Regions from separate parts of the Mus musculus genome. Here region 1 is linked to region 2. The links are chromatin contacts, called in public Hi-C maps. All regions are on one chromosome and are shown on one strand. The core of a region is the stretch at or near the end of the contact, and the rest is flanking DNA. Distances in the headings are between cores, read along the strand shown.

What was found. Hi-C and Micro-C count contacts between places; a contact is called where the count stands out from the background.
Region 1: a Hi-C map of olfactory sensory neurons shows a contact between it and region 2, with 1.6 times the contacts expected there. The contact joins the promoter of Dcx here to the enhancer-like site in region 2. A contact is called at or near these places in 3 of 484 Hi-C or Micro-C datasets (cerebral cortex, embryonic fibroblasts and olfactory sensory neurons), 2 of 115 datasets of contacts at active chromatin or transcription factors (embryonic forebrain and neural tube) and 2 of 9 other capture datasets (adipose tissue and pancreatic islet).

The regions. Positions count from the first base shown.
Region 1 is chrX:143,931,770-143,934,469 of GRCm38.p6, forward strand. Dcx (doublecortin) reads right to left here and starts at 1,450. Exons shown (of 7, transcript NM_001110223.1): 1 at 1,301-1,450.
Region 2 is chrX:143,871,370-143,874,160 of GRCm38.p6, forward strand. All of the region lies in intron 5 of Dcx (doublecortin), which reads right to left. Among named protein-coding and RNA genes, the nearest start is that of Capn6, 45 kb to the left of the region's middle. Within about 2 kb of position 1,397, at least 2 of the 459 cell types and tissues checked have an H3K27ac peak or open chromatin away from gene starts, as enhancers often do. A contact at or near this core is called in olfactory sensory neurons, where this site is marked.

The sequences.
Region 1 (2,700 bases), core at 200-2,699, 60 kb after region 2:
TAAATTCCCTCAAAGAGAAACAGAGGGAGCTAGCCAAGGTTAGCACCCTCCTGTAGGAAGCAGCCTTTGCATCTCAATACAATGGCTAGGAAGGGGGTGAATTACTTTTATTCCTTGTCCTTTTTTGCCTGCTCTAATATGTGTATCCCCTCCCCCAGAATAAACTAGGATTCTCTTTTAAAGGGACAGCCTCCAGGGAATACCCAGTGCCTTTGTGCTATTCATCAAACCCTCTCCCCATCAAGCTGGTGCCGCTATACGGCATCCATAAGAAATAAGCTGGGGTCTAAAAGGGGGAGGGATTGTCGAAAAAACCCAGTTATTTAGCAAGCTATTAGCTCTGCTTCCCTTTCATTTCCATTTGATCACAGAATCCTTTTTCTCCTTTCAGGTGTTTCATCCCCTCCCCGACCAATGAATGCAGCAACACCTCTTAATGGAATAATTGTGGAAAGATTCCCAAATGGGTCCCTGAATAGCACATGGGACCTTTCCAAGTAGGTACACCTTTCATTGTTCTGGGTTTCTCCCCTGACTGAAGGAATATTTTGCCCTCGAAGCAGGCAATTCACTTCAAACTTGTCTATTGCTTAGGTGTATTGATGGAGGGAAAAAAAAAGTCATCTGTCAAGCTTGGATTTCAACCCCCCTGAACCCGTCCCCCACCAGAAAAAAAAACGTCCAAAACAATGAAAACATGCAACCCAATAATACAACCAAAGCCCTAACCCCTTACAAAGGTAATGTGACATCCAAGAAACCAAACTATTAACATTCATCTCACAAATGGGGGGAAAAAGACTCACAAAGCAAGAGGGCTCAGCTGCTATATATATACTGCCACATCGAGATTTGCAAGAAACCAGGGAGAAAGGAGATAAAGGAGGACTGGTAGTTGGTATATTTGCCAGGCTCAGTACCCCCTTTTTTTCCAGTGTCACCATGACCTATGCTGAGCTCAGCATTGTCTCTGTCAGACAACCTGCAGTAGTAAGAGCCCACCTCCTCAAGATGAGTAGCAAGCATTTTCCCCAGGCAGGCTGTGCAAATAAAGCTATGCTTTAGAATCAGAAGTGCTATTATTCTAAATTAGCATCATAGTGAAAACAAAGGAACAACAAACTCACTTTTCCAAAGGAAAATCCCAGGTAGAATCTTAGAGGACAAAAATCCTATAGAATAAGGCAAATAAAAGAGAAGAAAGAGGCGAACACACAGAGAAAGAAAGCCGTGTGCCTTGTGCTTTCCCGGTTGACATCTGTTACATTCTGCTTGAAAATCACTCGAAAGCCCCACTCACCGGTTTTCTGCTGGTTGGGTGGAGATGCTGAGAGAAAGAAAACCAATCTCTCTATGCCTTTGTTGTCTGAGCTCCAAGCAAGAAATTCCTGCCAGGGTGGATAGTTGCCTTCTAGGTCCTAGTGCCTTGTCCAGCTTCTCCCCTGTAACTGAAGCTTAGCGAACACCCCCAACCTCCTATGATTAATTACATGCTTTTTTTTCTTCAATTCACAGCCTGCATTAACAGCTAGAAAGGTTTCGTTTATAACGCACAGGAAATTGCAGGGTAGGAAAAAAAAGATTGCACAGGCAAGCTCAGAATGCTCTAATGAGCAATGTGCTAGCCCTTTCTCTTAGAAAATTGGCAATTTTACTTGGCTAAAACCTTCTGCCTAGTGGCTGGACTCAGCAGGCCAAATCAAGTTTCTTAGAAATTACAGATCTCCTCTTTTTATCTTCTTCAAAGAAAATAAAAAATATGTAAATTTTTTAACATTTCGGCTCATGCATCCAACACTGGTTGTTTTTTAAACGAAGTCAGCAGGAATAGTAAATTGACAGTACACGGGAAAATAGTTGCAGGAATCATGAAGGCTGGAATTGAAAAGTGGCACTTCTCCAAGTTTTTGTTCAGTTGTTTTATCGAGTCAGGGTCCAGCTTTATAGTGATAGTTGTTCTGGAACTCGCTGTGTAGCCCAGGCTGACCTCTCATTTGCTGAAAATTTTCAGCCTCTGTTCTGCTTCTTGGCTACTAGAATTTGCCAGCACTTAGGTCTCTAGGCCCAGCATGACTCCAAAACATTTTAGACTGATGTAAAACATTGGTTAATGTTTCACCTTCCCACTCCTGGGCATATACCCAAAGGAGACTATAACCTACCATAGAGACACTTGCATATCTGTGTTTATGGCTGCTCTATTCACAAAAGCCAGAAAATAGAAACAGCCCAGATGTCTGTTAACAGATGAATGGGTAATGAAAATGCAAGATATATGCATGATTTTAATCACCCATCAGTAAAATGTGAAATTATGAGATTTGCAAGAAATTGTGTGGAACCGAAAATGATATACTGAGTGAAGTATCCGAGGCTGAGAGAGACAAAAGGATTTATTTTCTTTCTTTCATATGGGACTTTAGCTTATAGTGTGTGTGTGTGTGTGTGTGTGTGTGTGTGTGTGTGTGTGTGTGTGTGTGTAGACATCAAAAAAGGGAAAGCAGCACCTAAGAAGGGAAGTGTGTTTTAAAGATTGGGAATTGAGGTCTAGTCCGTAGAGTGGAATCTTCTGGTTCTATACAACTGGTTAAAAGCTACTATGTCTTTGGAGGTCATAGGCTCTAGGGAGAAACTGATTACTGTTGTTTGGCTCAATAGACATGGTGTCAAACTACCTTCTAAATGTTTGTGTTTCTACCT
Region 2 (2,791 bases), core at 147-2,646:
GTGGAGGACCTGAAATCGAGGCAAGAAAGATAACAAGATTAGAATAAAAGACCAAGAACAGAGCGAAAGGCAGAAATAAACAGAAATTAATTCTAGATAATTGTGGAAAAACATCAAGGTCCGAGCCCAGTCCATCTCTAGTCAAGAACATGATGGAAATGAGATGATTTTCCTTTTGAACATGGGTAAATCCATTGCAATTTCAAGCTGTTTTCTATCCCCTTGACAATTAGCACCTTTAATAAGAAAAAAGAAAAGGTGTCACATGAAAAATGGGATAATTAAATGGCTTTCCATGAGATGGTCTTATGGTGAAGCAGTTTTTTTAATCATAGGATCTATATTGCTAGAAAGATATTATGTGATATGCTATTAAAACAGAGAGAAGAGTCTCAGAGGTGGGAGGTAGAGTGGGGGCAGAAGGAGAGAGAACACTCCAGTAAAAAGATAGTCTAAGAATATTGTGGTTTAAACTTCTGAATCATGAATATTTCCTGAGGATATACCTTATTTCCACCGCTGTTATAGAAGGGATATCATGTTGCATTTCATCTTCAGAGTGAATGGAAGTGGCACCATTGACTAGTAGATAGACTTCCTTTCCCCTTACTAACATCTTGAGCCCTCTAGTAATTACTCTTCCCTCACTGACTCTTGTTTTTTTCCTGTTCCTCCTCAGAATCAGAAAACTGTCTCACTGCCCTCAGATTTATGCACAGTCCAAATCCTCTCATTTCTTCTTTTAGGAGAGTTCGTTTTTCCTCTTTGCAATAAGGTGTGTCAAACTAATTTCAACTTCTTTGGCTACCTTATCAATATTTTTGAAAATAGGATTCTTTTGAAGAGGAAGCAGAGGTAGAGGATGCAGAAGCAAGATTTGTGTGAAGGGATTTCTGGCTCTTTTCTCCTTGCTTTCAGCTTTTAGAACATACGCCTTTCCCCGCTTTTAAGCAAGTGCTCTTGGGATTTCTTCCTCTGACAGTTTTCTCACAGAGACTATGGAAAAAAGAAGAGCCAAGGGGAGAGTAGTGACAGTCACCAGAGGTGGGCACATTGTCAAGAAGGCTTCTAACCCATATAGTCCTGTTCAAATTAGAAAATGGTTAGCAAGAGCTTCCTTTCAATTAAGCAAACTAAACGGGCACATACACAATGTTACAAAGCAATAGGGCACCGGAGAGAGAGAGAGAGAGAGAGAGAGAGAGAGAGAGAGAGAGAGAGAGAGAGAGAGAGAGAGAGAAAGAGAGAGAGAGAGAGAGAGAGAGCACATGGAATAACTACTCTTGTGCCACAGAGCTCTCTGGGAATACAGTATCTGTGTTCTATTGATTCCCTTAGTCAGTACTCTTCGGCTGTGCATGTAGCACAGTTACCAAGCTTAATCCCACACGGTCTTGTCTCCCAGGATTTTGGGATGGTTGTGTCCTTGCTCCTGCAGTCATCTTTAGCCTCTTCCTCCTGTCAGTGGTACTTAACTACATGGAACAGGGCATGTAAAACAGGATGGCTGGTAAGGTCAGTAGGTTGACCTATCTGAATTTACAGGGATTTAAATATATTACATGAAAATGAAGAGGGTAGGATGCTGTTTTTCAAAGAACAATAAAAGAGCCCACTTTCAAGTGTGTGTAGTCAAAGAAAGAGTGAACAATGTCACCAGCCAGGTAGTGTTGATGCTGAGATTGCAGGTGGTGCGTTCCCTTCTCTGGAGGATACACAGATCCCTGAAGACAGAGATGTCTCTAAGTGGTCCCAAGTGTACTGATTAAAGAGTTTTCTAGGTAGTGAGTAATACAAGTTATATTATACATTCTTAATTCAAGTTCATTTGACCAGGATGGTATTGAAAAAAGTGTCTTGTGCCTTGCTTCTAACCCATGATGACTGGGTACTAAAGTGACTTTAATGTTCATCCACCTCATCCAGATCTGCTCATCCACTGGAATACCAATAAGGGACACAGTCAAACTCAAGTCTGTTGGCTTTGATAGGATGTTTATTCTGAAATACTCACCAAGTGTGATTTCAGCCCCCCCCCACACACACACACAAATCAAATAGTTCTACCCCACATTGTTGTTGTACGGTTATTCCTGAAACATTCTATCATATGTGATCTCACATGATTCTCTCCTTGATCAACAAAGATACAGCAATTTGAGACTTGCCAAGTTTAAAGTATGTAACTCTTCCTCTCCTTTATGGATGGTGGCTTTAGAATTTGATCACACACTCCATTTCACAATTTCCCACTTCTCCCCCACTGTGCCTCTGTCTTATTCTTGGTATCTCCATAATGCCTTAGAGAGGGAGATCTCAACCCATAATCCAGCCAGTTCCATGTTTTCTCATAGTGAGCTACTCTAGACTTTCTTTTCTTCTGGTTTAAATAGTTCCCGTTTCCTCTGTACTTGCATAGAGACATTTTTAGAAAGCTATCTAAGAGGAGCCAAGGTGGCTAAGACTTATTTCAGAACAAAGCCAAAAGACAGACCTATGGTTTTCACACAACCATTCCAATGTGCCCTTGGGTGCTGTGCCTGGATTGCTTTGGTTAATTGCTCCTGTTAAATATAAATAAATGCTTTTGTTCCTCTTCCCAGACTCATCCATCAAGAAAGCAAGGTCTGAGAACCCAGAAATAGTCCTTCAGGGATTCATTTCATTGAGTTGGTTCTCAAGCCAAATTCAATCATAGATGGTGAGATACTGTAGATTTACAAGATGAAATGTGAATTTTAAATCCAGTTCCTACTGTGTCTTGGAAATTACACAGTTGTAAAGTATCTAA